Linked DNA regions of Mus musculus: region 1 is linked to region 2. A link is a contact called in public promoter capture Hi-C data. All regions are on one chromosome and are shown on one strand. The core of a region is the stretch at or near the end of the contact, and the rest is flanking DNA. Distances in the headings are between cores, read along the strand shown. Region 1 holds the start of Psors1c2 (psoriasis susceptibility 1 candidate 2 (human)). Region 2 holds the start of Btnl2 (butyrophilin-like 2).

The links. Promoter capture Hi-C pulls out the DNA fragments that hold promoters and counts their contacts.
Region 1: a contact with region 2 is called in a promoter capture Hi-C map of liver, with 3 times the contacts expected there. The contact joins the promoter of Psors1c2 here to the promoter of Btnl2 in region 2. A contact is called at or near these places in 2 of 39 promoter capture datasets (both in liver).

Annotation. Positions count from the first base shown.
Region 1 is chr17:35,527,906-35,534,838 of GRCm38.p6, reverse strand. Psors1c2 (psoriasis susceptibility 1 candidate 2 (human)) reads right to left here and starts at 1,638. Exons shown (of 2, transcript NM_020576.2): 1 at 1,545-1,638; 2 at 192-940. The coding sequence starts at 1,599. The coding sequence ends at 588. It overlaps Cchcr1 (coiled-coil alpha-helical rod protein 1), which reads right to left. Exons shown (of 18, transcript NM_001372297.1): 11 at 6,658-6,770; 12 at 6,452-6,497; 13 at 6,151-6,299; 14 at 5,873-6,061; 15 at 5,693-5,794; 16 at 4,540-4,691; 17 at 4,281-4,395; 18 at 3,824-4,138. The coding sequence ends at 4,005.
Region 2 is chr17:34,352,735-34,359,008 of GRCm38.p6, reverse strand. It overlaps Btnl2 (butyrophilin-like 2), which reads right to left and starts at 4,187. Exons shown (of 9, transcript NM_079835.2): 1 at 3,939-4,187; 2 at 2,709-2,792; 3 at 710-1,057. The coding sequence starts at 2,787.

The sequences.
Region 1 (6,933 bases), core at 389-2,888, 1.2 Mb before region 2:
CAGGAACACCAGAGGAGCAAGACCATGGGTCTGCATACCCTTGTGATGTGAAATTACGTACTTAGCCCTCCTCCCTGCACAAGTGCAAGACAAAAAACACACACCATTTCTAGATCTCTGCAAGCTAAGAGCTGAGAGGAACGCGACTGAATATTTAAAAACCTAAGCAACGGTAAAAAAAGCAGACTAGATTCAGAAGAAAACGTGGCTTTTATTTTTCCATTGGAAGCACCATCCTGATCGACTGTCAGTTCCCAGCTAAGAAAACCAGGGGGCAGCAGAGAGCACAGAGCTCAGGCTCTGCCTAGAAGTCCAGGTCTAGACAAGCAAGAACAGGCTGAGTGAGGTAGGAGTGTGCTTTCTGCTGATCAAGAGAAGCGAAGGGACAACATAATGACTGAACAGGGACCACAAAGTGGAGGGAGGGGGGGTTGCAGAGCATAGACACTTCCAACATAGAACACAATTCAAACAGAGACTGAGGAAGGGAACTAAGGGATTAGGGAAAATTGAGATTCTAAGCGGGCAGCCAATGAAAAAGGTGGGCTTTGGTGTGCTCTGTGGAGGCTCACGTTCCCTAGGGTCCCCTATCTATACTCTTCCTGGGGTGGGTCAAGGTCTGGCTCCTCCTGAGATTCATGGTCCATCTCAGGGGCAGGAGGCCAGGGGTTTTCTGGGGGCTGGGTTCCTGCTGGCCAGGGGTCATCAGGCAGAGGAGGTTTAGGGGGATCAGTGCTTGGGGGCTTTGGGGGCCAGGCACCACTGTCAGGAAGATCTCTCCAGGGACGGTTGGAGCCTGGAGGCGGAGGTTCATCAAACAAAGGAGGCGCCCCAGGCCAGGGATCACCAGGGATTGGGGGTCCCAGAGGCAATGGTGGGGAGTCCTCCTCTTCGTGGGTGTCTGTAGATCCGGGAGAAGGGTCGCCATTGCCTGAAATGCCTGTAGAGGAGGAAGGAGAATAAGAGATACAGTCGCAGAACACTTCCCACCCAGCTTCATACCCAAAGGTTGAGCCTCACTTAGACTAGCACAGCCTGAGCCCCAAAACAGATCTCAGAGTGACCCCCAAAGTGCTCTCCATACATTTCCCAAACACTGAGGCCATCTTCACACGGTGTGAAAGCCCTAGGCTCATCCGGACCACTGACACGATCATACTTCCAAATGGTTCTCTGTTCAACCTTGGTTGGGATACTCCACTGGAACCTCCCCCAGGGTGGTCTGCACTGGAAGTGGTCTTGGCCCCACCTGTCACTCAGGCGCCATCTCTGTAATAACCAGCCCTCAGTCCCAGTGACTCCCTAGGCCTGGTGACTCCACACAACTCTATCGCATCCCTCCACCTGACCCAGCAACATATTCAGAATCAAGGTGCCCCTGCCTGCAATCCCCTGAGCTTCCCCACTAAGGACACTCCAAGAATCCCTTCTGCTCTGCGTTCCTCTTACTCCTTTCCTCCTGGGGGCGTCCCCTCCCTAAGGGTGGGTCATTTCGACCATCTCCATCACCCCAGCTGTGCTCCTGGCCTATTCTGACGACTCACCTCCTGCACACAGGCAAAGGACCAGCAGGCCTAGCAGCTTCCAGGTGAGCATCATGGCTGTCTACTGGCCCCCAAGGCGGGGTGCTCCGAGTCTAGGTGCTTGAGAACCTAAGAGGCTTTATAGCAGAGGAGGTAGAGGGGGTGGCCAGTCTGTGGGGAGGGGCCAGCTCAGCACCCTAAGGAATCCCTACCAGAGCCTAACTGGTCAAACCCGTTTACAAAGAACCTGCCAGTAAGCATCCCTCTTTTCTGTCCCCCAGTCCCGGGGGCCGGGGGCAGCCGGGTCTATCAGTGACCCAGACCCCAGGAGGCTCCACCCTTGTTTTCACACCTCCTCCATCCACACCCGGCAGGAATCAGGACCCACCTGTCATCTTTATAATCACAAGGAAGGCTACCTTTCATCCGTGATAGTTATTGGAAGCCACAAAATGGGGGCAAACCTCGCGTGGGGAAGCTTGGTAATTAGAGGCAGAGGCGGGACGCCTGGGTCAGAAAGCACCCTCTAGACTGGCATCTCAGCCTCGGAGCTCCGTCCCCCCACTCCCCTCTGGACCATGCTCTCTGGCATGTCACCTCAGTCAGTCACTGGGAACTTCCCAGGCAGTGACATCTAAGGAATTCCAGGGGGAGCCACCTGGGTGACGCGGGAAGCCAGGATATCCTGGTTCCTGACCCCATGCAGAGGTGACTGCATCAACACCAAAGACTCAGGAAGAGCTCCCCTCCCCCACCCCTGCCCTTGTAACCCTAGAAATCTTCCTTCTTCAGGATGGCCCTGAGCATCAGGGTCCTTAAGACACACCCACCACCACCACCACCACCACCAAGAGAGATTGCTTCAGAAGGCTTGAGAGTGTCTGGACTACAGCTCCAATCCCCACACATCTGTCCCCACCTGGTCGGTTTGGGATTCTACTTATGGCTGATCAGGGAAACTTGGTTTCCACTTGATAGCCCTGGCCCCAGAGCATCCATCTTGATCCTGGACCATCTCCCTCAGGCTCCCAAGGTTTTAACCCATTGTTACTCTTCCTCCCTCCTCTCACACACAGATTTTTTTTCTTCTTTCCTTTCTTTCTGGTCTACAGAGTGAGGTCCAGGACAGCCAGGGCTACACAGAGAAACCCTGTCTTAAAAACCAAAAAAAAAAAAAAAAAAAAAAAAAGAAAAGAAAAGAAAAAGAAAATGTGAGTGTTTTACATACAAGTGATGCACAGGGAGGTCAGAAGGCATTGAATCCACCAGAACTGGAGTTATAAACAGTTGTTCGACTCCATGTGGTTGTTAAGATTTTAATCTAGATCCTCCGGAAGAGCAGCCAGTGCTTAGGACCACTTAGCCATCTCTCCAGTCCATCCCAAAGCCCTTCTGGAACTGTGCCCTGCCCCTGCCAGGAACCCCCTGCCGTCCATCACAGTCTGGAACTGTGCCCTGCCCCTGCCAGGAACCCCCTGCCGTCCATCACAGTCTGGAACTGTGCCCTGCCCCTGCCAGGAACCCCCTGCCGTCCATCACAGTGGCCCTGGCCTAGGACAGCATCTGCTGAGATTCCTTGAATGTTGACTGTTTAGTATCTTGCTCCAGGCATTCATCAACACCCAAAGAAAGTGAGGACAAAGGAAACTTGGTCTGGGTAGCAGTGGCACAGGCTTCTAACCCCAGCACTGGGTGTGTGTGTGTGTGTGTGTGTGTGTGTGTGTGTGTGTGTGTGTTTGAGTATATGTATGTGTGTGTGTGAGTGTATGTGTGTGAGGGTGTATATGTGTGTGTGTACGTGTGTGAGTGTATGTGTGTGAGAGTGTGTATGTGTGTGTTGGGGGGGTGCACAACACAATAGCAGGCAGATCTCTGAGTTTGAGGGCAGCTTGATTCAAGGAGTGAATTCTAGGATAGCTAGGGCTGCACAGAGTTCCTGTCCTGGAAAAAAAAAGGAGGAGGGGGTAGACAGAGAGAGACAGAGACAGAATGAACTTGGGAAGCAGGGGCAGGTGGGTCTCTGAGTTCAAGGTCAGCCTGTTCTACATAATAAGCTCTAAGGCATCCAGGGCTACTAAGTCTCAAAAGTCAAAACAAAAAACAAATAAAACCAACAACAAAATCAAACCAAACCTGGGGTGGGGGAGGGGGCTTGGGGTGTGGGGGTGGAGGGCTTCTCAGAACACTTCCAGGGCAGTTAGGAAAGAGATTTGGAAAGAGGCGCCCGAAGGGCAGGGGTAGGAGGACAAGCTTCTCACAGCCCCTGCCTCAGGAGCCGGCTCAGGGGAAATCGCAGTCTCTCAAACATCTCCAGGCAACACTATTGCCATCTTTATTCATTGCAGAGTTTGAATTTGGTAGAAGCTGGGGTTCCAAGGCTTGCTGGGGGGCAGGGCTAGGCTGGCCCCCACCCCATTTCCTCCGACCCAACCCTCCTGGGGGTCCAGCTTCAGGCTGGCTTCATTCTTCCCCCTGGCAGCTCTAGCTCAGCAGTGGATCTGAAGGAGGGTTCTTGGTTTTCTTGGTGTTCTGGTTATCTTCCACACAAATATCTTCATCTCTGGAAATGGCCTCGCTCAGGCCTTGCAGGTTATCAAGCAGGACGGTCAGGGAGCCTGATAGAAGAGACATCATGGGGTGCACACCGGGGTGAGAGCAGGCTGCATGTTGCCCAGGGCACGGGGCTGCACTGGCTAGGAGGCCCTGAGGGAGATTCCTGGGCACTGGCAGCACAGATTAAAGGCCAGTGTATTCTACCTTTCACAGATTCCTTGCACGAAGCAGCTGCCGGAGACTCAGAGGATGAGGACTCCACAGACCGGGGGCTGCACTTCTTATTCACTCCCGAGGGAAGCACTGCTAACAGGCGCTGCTGCTTGTAACAGAAGAGGAGACCCTCCTGCTTCAAGGTGGCCTGGGGAGGAGAGGGTGAGCCGGCCGGCCCAGGCCAGCCACCCGCCCCTGCACACCTTACTCACCCACCAGCTACCGTGACTAGCTCCCTGCTGTCCCCTACCAGCATCAGGTTCTTGTCCCTCTCCAGCTCCTGCACACGCCTCGTCAGCCGCTGACCCTCTTCCTTCCGGGCTTCATCCTGCAGGCGCCTGAGCTCCTGGTTGCGCTCCTTTTCCTGAGTGGCTTTGTGCTGGATCTGGCGCAAGGAAACCACTAAGGAGATGGGAGGGGGTTAGCCCAGAGCCCCAAAATGAGACTTGAGCTCTCAACTCTGTCTCTCAGGGACTCTTCCACACCACGGGTGGGCTGATGTCATGGGATCCTGAGCTCTCTGAGCCCTAAGTACTATCTCCATCCCTGATGCAAGCTCCTTAGGCAAGATGTGGACAGGGGCGCCGGAGTCACATCTCCTATAGTTAGTGCTCATGTGACCTGTTGATGTTGTTTTGAGACAGGTTTCCCTATGTTGTCCAGGCTAGCCCTAATCTATCCTGCCTCTTATTTTCAAGTGCTGGAGTGACAGGCAAGTGCCACCATGTGTGGCTAGGGCTCATGTTCTTACGACGCTAGGTATCACGATTAGATAATTTTCTGGCTGTGGGGTGTGCAGCTAAACCATCATGTCTGCTGCAACTTACACAACTCGAATGCCTACTCGTGTAACCATGGGAGCACAGGCGAGCCAGCAGGGGTGTTGACTGTGTTCTACTCAGGGAAGACATGGACATTCATCCTGCTCCTCTAACTCATCCAAGTGTTAAGTTTCTGGGGAGGGCAGTCGCCAGAAGTGGGGACACAGCAGTGGCGTCCGTTGAGGGGCAGTGATGCAGGCCTGGAGCCAGAGTTGTTCCTGATCCGGTGCTGGCTGCTGTGTGTTCACTGCATAAGAACTCATTCATGTCAGTCCTACGTTACTTCGCTACATACACTTGTCAACAAAAAGCTTCAAAAAAGGTAGGTGTGCCGGGTGTGGTGGCGCACGCCTTTAATCCCAGCACTCGGGAGGCAGAGGCAGGAGGATTTCTGAGTTCGAGGCCAGCCTGGTCTACAGAGTGAGTTCCAGGACAACCAGGAGAAACAGAGAAACCCTGTCTCGAAAACAAACAAACAAACAAACAAAAAAACAAAAACAAAAAAACCAAAAAAGGTAAGTGGGCTGGGGAGGGGTTACCAGCCCTGTGTCTCAGTGCTGCCTTCTTCCTGGCACATCTCACCAGCCTTGGCCTGCTCCCTTCGGGCCTCGTTCAGCCTCCTCTTTGTGTCTGAGAGCTGTTCCCGAAGCCGAGTTTCCACCTCGGCCACCTTCTCTTGCAGGGCTGCAGGTGAGGGTACGAGACAGTGTCAGGGAGAGCTGCCCATCCCACAGGGTCGCACACACCGCCACGCCCCCACACCTTGCCCGTAGATTTCCTGCTGCTGTGTCAGCTCCTGACGGAGGCTGGCAGCTTCCTCCGTGCTCTCCTGCTGGCCCCGACGTGCTGCCTCCAACTGCTGCCCAACGCTGGCCAGGGATTCCTGGGCACGCTGCAGCTCCTGCTCCAGCTGCTGGGCCACCTCTATCAACCGTCGGCGCTCGACCTCCCCTAAAAGGAAACCGTGGTCACACAAGACCTCTTGCTGGCACCTGAGCCTCAGATGGTAGAGAGTCTCCTCCAGCCCCACGCAGGCATACCTTGCTCCCGTGCCCGGCCCACCTCCTGCTGGATCAGGTGGGCACTCAGCTGCAGCTCTGCATCCAGGCGGTTCCGTTCTTCCCGTAGCTGTTCCAGCTCAACGCTCAGGTCTGTGTCCAGTGGGGGTGCGGCTTCCGATGGGGGAGAGCTGGGATAGCAATGACAAGAGTCAGAGAAAATTCCCCCAGCAGCTACCTGCTTGGTGCCTCCACCCCTCCTTGGTCCCTCTGGGTCCTAGCAGCCAATAGATTGCCCCCAACATCCATACCCCCCCTTTACCTCAACTAGTCTGGACTTTACCTCTCCACGCGCAACTGAGCAAGAGCCACCTTTCGAGCCATCAAACCTGAGAAGAGAGGACAGGGAGATGAGTATACATGGACAGAGGGTGGTGGGAGCACAGGACTGAGTGGCAGTTACCAAGGCAACAGAGGATAAATGTGAGGTTAGATCCAGGGCTAAGAGCAAGAGGGCCAGGCCGGAAACCCCACAGTTGCTCTACGTACCCTTAATGGTGTGGACCTTCCGGACAGCATAGCTGAGTCGGTTGCTGAGGCTGGGAATCCGGGCTACAGCCTGATCCATCCTGGTCATGGTGCTTTGGAGTTTGGCCTGAGTGCTGAAGAAGATGTAGGCTGCTCACTGTCCTCCCTCCCCTCATCCCTTCAAGACCTGCAGGGTCTGATGCAGAGGACACATCTGTCCTGAAGGCCCTGCAGGGTCTGGTGCAGAGGACACATCTGTCCTGTCCTGTTACATGAGCGGGGAGGTGGGTTGTTAAG
Region 2 (6,274 bases), core at 2,938-5,437:
GATTGTAAGGGTAGAGAAGGGGGTGGAGTTTGGGAGGGGTTGGGGGGAGAGGAAGGATATGATTAAAATACATTGTATGAAATTCTCAAGGACTTAATAAGCCGGGCGTGGTGGCTCACGCCTTTAATCCCAGCACTCGGGAGGCAGAGGCAGGCAGATTTCTGTGTTCAAGGCCAGCCTGGTCTACAAAGTGAGTTCCAGGACATCCAGGGCTATACAGAGAAACCCTGTCTCGAAGAAAAAAGAAAGAGGAGGAGGAGGAGGAGGAGGAGGAGGAGGAGGAGGAGGAGGACTGGGGAGGTGGCTCAGTGGTTAAGAGTACTGTTCGCTCTTCTGGAGGACCTGGGTTTTGTTCCCAGCACCCACGTGATAGTTCACAACTATCTGTAACTCCAGTTCCAGGGGATCTGACCCTCTTCTGGCCTCCATGGACGCTGAGCACATACATGGCGCACAGACACACAGTCAGGCAGAATATCCCCATACACACATAAAAGCAAACAATTCTTATTTTAAAAATGAGTAAGAAAAAAAAAAAAAGAAATGTCCTCCTTCGGTGGTTGAAAAAGGATTTTTCAAGAGGTGATACAGTTCCCAAAGGTAAGTGGATCCATCCCCCCTTGTGCCCCTGTGCCCCTGTGCCCCTGTGCCCCTTGTGCCCCTGTGCCCCTGTTCCTCTGTGCCCCTGGGCCCCTGGGCAGATATTCACCAGCCACTTGGAGTAGCACGCTTGTCTCTCTCCAGTAGTCCCCCTCCTGGAAGCGGCACCAGTACTGGCCATCGTCACTTGGCTGGACCTGGCGAATCTTCAGAGCCACACTGCCCTCTTCAGTGCTGTCCTCCATCCACTCTGCCCGGCCTCCGTACCCCTCCATCGGTAGCCCAGTCACCTCAGCTCCATCCCGGTACATAATCACTGGCATGTCAGGGTCGGAGCGGTACCACCTCACCTCCATGTGTGCCGTGGTCCTCTTGGGGAGGAGCTGACACGTTAGCAGGGCATCTTCCCCGACTTTAGCCAAGATTGGGAGGTTAGGACCGACCACTCTGAAGTCATCTACAAAACAGTGAAAGAGGAAACAGAGAGGCAAGCCAGAGAACCAGGATGCTCGCTTCAAGTAGCCAAGGTGCTGGAACTTGTTAACAGAAAGCAGGAAAGTATTTAATGTCAATGTTTCAGAGAATTAAAACATGGAAGGGTGCACATTTTCTGGTTAAAAATAAATGGTATGTGTTCTAAAATTTAAAATTTTGAGCGTGAATATATGTCACCACTTGGGAGGCAATTCCACAGTTAATGAGCTTTTGGGATCTGGATTTGTTTTTTTCTTTAAAGTGTTTTATTTTTAACTATGCACATTTGTGTGGGTACACACATGTGTGTGCAGACCAGAAAAGGAGATCATGTTCCCTGGAGCTGGCTTACAAGTGGTTGTGAGCCATCGGCAGTAGATGCTGGGAACTGAACTTGGCTCTCTGGAAGAGTTTTCTGTACTCTTAACTGAGCCACCTCTCCAGCCCTGAGTTTTGCAGGCTTAAACCATCCATCTTTAAGATACCAAAAGCAACCACATCTCTGGGGTTCATTCCCAGATAAATTAATATGTGAGTTGATGTTTCCATGGGGACTTTATCTTGATTTTGGAGTCATTTTGAGTTTAGGTAAATAGCGAAGCCACTGGGTCCTTCTACCTTCCTGGGTCACTCATCCCAGGGACGGTGCTGATTGGTTTTTTCCTTTCCTCCCAGAGAAGGCAAGAGTCCAGTAAATAGCAAATGTAGGTTTCACAAAAGTGTCTCATGGTGGGTTAGAGGCAAGGCTTGCCTAGAAAGTTTGAGTCTTCTGATCAAATCTTAAGTCATGTTCTTTGATATCTGAAAAATCAAAGATGTGTTTGACAATTCTGTGTGCTGTGATGTTTGAGAATTTCATGTCGTGGGTACCCATTCTTCTTCTGTAGTCCCGGCCCTGGGGAGGTGGAGGCAGGAAAGATCAGGAGGTCAAGGTCATCTTGGCTACCAGGTGAGTTAGAGGCCAGCCTGGGTAGACCCAAAACCCTGTGTAGGGAGGAGGAGCGAGTGGAAGCTTAGCAGGGAAAAGCACTTGCAATCAAGCCTGAAGACCAGGGTTCAAGTCCCAGGATTTACATGGTGGGGAGAAGAACCAGCTAAGGCAAATTGTCTTCTGACCCTCATATGCAAGCTGCAGGGTGCACCCCCCCCCCATACACTGTCCTACACACACACACACACACACACACTCACACACACACACACACGCAACATTAAAAGCTAATAAAATAAAAGTAGTCATAAGGGTACTCTTAACTCAGATTTAAGATACTGCTCAAAATTCTCTCCGATACTTAGAGATCTTGTGTCTTTGGCTGGTGGGATTTACGTGTGTGGTCTTCCCCGCAGAGTTGAGTATTGTGTGAAAACTGAGCATGCTCCAGCTATGGATTCCAGTTGCGCTTTCCAGGTGACTTCCAGTGCCGCCTAAAGTTGTCACTCGCACCCAAGAGATGAGCAACTAAGTCAAGAAGCTTTCCAAAGCCAGGGGATGGGGAGGTGGGGGAGGGGTGGAAAGGCCAGTGTGAGCCCGCACCCCTTTGTACTGCACTGTCAGGTTGGGTTTGAGACTGTGCATTTTAGAACTGAGGGGCATGACAGCAAGTGGGGATGGGGTGGGTAGGAAGGGACCCTACCTGGGTGCTTTATAGTCAGCAGGACGAAGAGGAAGGAGGCAGCCACGCCAGATAGACTATACCGTGGGCAATCCACCATCCTCCCTGGAGCAAACATAGAAGAAAGTACAGCTGTGATTACCCACCATGCCTTGCAGTTTCTGCATTGGTTTTTGTTTGTTTTGTTTTGTTAACTCGACAGAAGCTAGAGTCATCTGAGAAAAGGGATCCTAACTGAGGAACTGCCTCCATCAGATTGGCCTATGAGCAAATCTGTGGGGGAATTTTTCTTAATTAACGATTGATGGGAAAGGACCCAGCCCACTGCGGGCAGTGCCACCCCTGGGCAGGTGGGCTTGCATGATGTAAAAAAACAAGCTGAGCAAGTCACAGAGGGCAAGCAGTGTTGCTCCATGGTCTCTGCCTCAGTGTCTGCCTCCAGGTTACTGCTTGGGTTCCTGCCTTGATTTCCCTTCATAGTGGTCTGCCAGCTGTAAGATGAAATTAACCCTTTCTTTCCTAGGTTGCTTTTGGTCTTGATATTTATCACAGCAATAGCAAGCAAACTAGGACTTCTGATGGCTATGCTATCTTAATAGACAACTAGCACCAAACCTGTCATCATCAGATCATGGCCTGGCCCCGTTCTTTTCAGTTGTTGATCACAGCTGACTCACTCACTCACATTTGAACTCTCACGATGGAGTTACACTGTACGTTATCCCTTAGGCTCCCCCTCAGGTCTCACTTAGTCCAGTTGGCTTCTAACTTGCAACACAGCCAAGGATGACCTTGAAGTCCTTCCTCTACCTCTCGTGAATCCTGAGATTGAAATTCCATACACCAGGAGGCAGATACTGAAGAGGATGAGGCAAGACAATGTCTGGTTTGAGGCCAACCTGAGCTGAAGGAAGTTTTTTGATTGGAAAGAAAAATCAGTCCTGAGCTAAAGAGACAATGATGTTAAAAAGAGGAAAAACTCAGCTTGTTGTGGTAGCTCACTATAATCTCAGCACCCAGAAGGCTGAGGCAGGAGGATTGCCATTTGTTGGAAGCCGGCATTGGCTATAGAGTGGGAGTCTGTCTCAAAACACTACTCTCTAAAAAATGTGCAGTGGAGATCAACAGGAAGTAAGAGCCATTTCCTGACAGGATGCTGACTCTACCTACTTCCTCATCTTAGTTGACTCCTCCCCACCCCACCCCCACTCCCATGTCCATCCTTCATGAGAGACTCTCCAAGCCACTCACCTGTTGCTCTTTCCTTTAGGGTGAAATGGAGGCTGTTGGTCTCACCCAGTCACAAGTGTGTCCTTCATTCACATAGCAGGTGTCTAAGGACAGGAGAGCATAGTGACTGGTGATGGAGCAGGCAAGGAAAGTGGAAGCGTCACCAGTTTGCGTGAAGGAAGATTTGAATGGTGTCAATCTGTAGGCAGAGTTGAGTCCCCGAGGGTCAGTCTAAAATGAGGCTCCAGTCAGAGCAGCACATTTACCTTCTGCTCAAAAGTGAAACTCAGAAGGAAGGCAGGTGGACTTTGGGCTCTGTTCTGATTCATCTAGCCTTCTAGACACAGTGATAATGTTGACCCTTATCTCTTCAGAACACCAGCACGCAGGCTGGACCCTGCTCCATGCCCTGTCCAGCAGGTAGGTGACCTGACATCTGGCAGTGGCCTAAATCATGGCTACTTTGTCCTGTCCTTCAGCTTGCTGAACTTCTATGATTCCCCATCTAGGGCCAAGCTCTCTCACAACACGGAGTCTGTGGACCCTCAGAGTGCAGAGCATGACTGTCTATCAGATACTCAACCTTCACCCTACTGAGTAGAAAACCAAGTCTAGGAGGGGATGTTCCCTGTCCAAGACCAGAACATCAGGCCAAGGTGCCTGTGTGTTTTTTCTTTGTTCTTTCTCTTTTACTGGAAAACAAAGGCTTCACCCAAGAAATGTAATAAGCTTTCTGATATAGCGTGTGGGTACAATGAGCATGGCTAGTAATGGAGGGCCTTGGACACCCCTGTTATGTGCTCTTCTTTCTTCAGTCCTTCTTGGGGATCCCCTAAATTCTCTTTCACACTATTGAGGGGTCTCCAGATCCACTTTCAAGAGCTGGGAAGAGCAGTTTTAAACTTATTTAGAAGAATGTTTGTTCTTCATTGTAAGAGCGTAACAGCACAGCATGCAAGGCAACAGTGTAACAGCACAGCATGCAAGGCAACAGTGTAACAGCACAGCATGCAAGGCAACAATGTAACAGCACAGCATGCAAGGTAACGGTGTAACAGCACAGCATGCAAGGTAACAGTGTAACAGCACAGCATGCAAGGCAACAGTGTAACAGCACAGCATGCAAGGTAACAGTGTAACAGCACAGCATGCAAGGTAACGGTGTAACAGCACAGCATGCAAGGTAACGGTGTAACAGCACAGCATGCAAGGCAACAGTGTAACAGCACAGCATGCAAGGCAACAGTGTAACAGCACAGCATGCAAGGCAACAATGTAACAGCACAGCATGCAAGGTAACGGTGTAACAGCACAGCATGCAAGGTAACAGTGTAACAGCACAGCATGCAAGGTAACAGTGTAACAGCACAGCATGCAAGGCAACAGTGTAACAGCACAGCATGCAAGGCAACAGTGTAACAGCACAGCATGCAAGGTAACAGTGTAACAGCACAGCATGCAAGGTAACAGTGTAACAGCACAGCATGCAAGGCAACAGTGTAACAGCACAGCATGCAAGGCAACAGTGTAACAGCACAGCATGCAAGGTAACTGTAACAAACAGCAAAGCATGCAAGGTAACAGTGTAACAAACAGCACAGCATGCAAGGTAACAGTGTAACAAACAGCACAGCATGCAAGGTAACAGTGTAACAAACAACACAGCATGCAAGGTAACAGTGTAACAGCATAGCATGCAAGGTAACAGTGTAACAGCACAGCATGCAAGGTAACAGTGTAACAGCACAGCATGCAAGGTGCTTTTCCCTGATTCTTCCCTCTCAGGATTAGGGAATCCTGCTCCATCTAGCTTGAAGCTACTGGTCTTGATGAAGGCAGTGAGTCTAGACAAGGTCCCAAGTGCGGGATGGGAGGACTAGATATTAAGAAGGATACAAGGGCTATTTCTCCCTCAGAATAGAAGGATTGTTCCCTGTCTGTGATGGTTATTTTCTTTTCCTTTTCTTTTCTTTCTTTTCTTTCTTTCTTTCTTTCTTTCTTTCTTTCTTTCTTTTCTTTCTTTTCTTTCTTTCTTTTCTTTCTTTCTTTTCTTTCTTTCTTTCTTTCTTTTTTTTTCTTTTTTTTTTGCTTATTTTATTTTGTTTTTTTTTTGTTGTTTTGTTTTTTGTTTTGTTTGAGACAGGGTTTCACTGTGTATCCCTGGCTGTCATGGAACTCACTCTGTAGACCAGGCTGGTCTTGAACTCAGAGATCCACTTGCTACTGCCTTCTGAGTGCTGGGATTAAAGGTGTGGACCAGCATCTCCGGGCTTTCTAATGGTTAGTTTTAGTTGTCACCTTGACTCAATGTAGAGTCTCCTGAGAAGGGACTCCCTGTAACTATTTTTTTTCAAAGT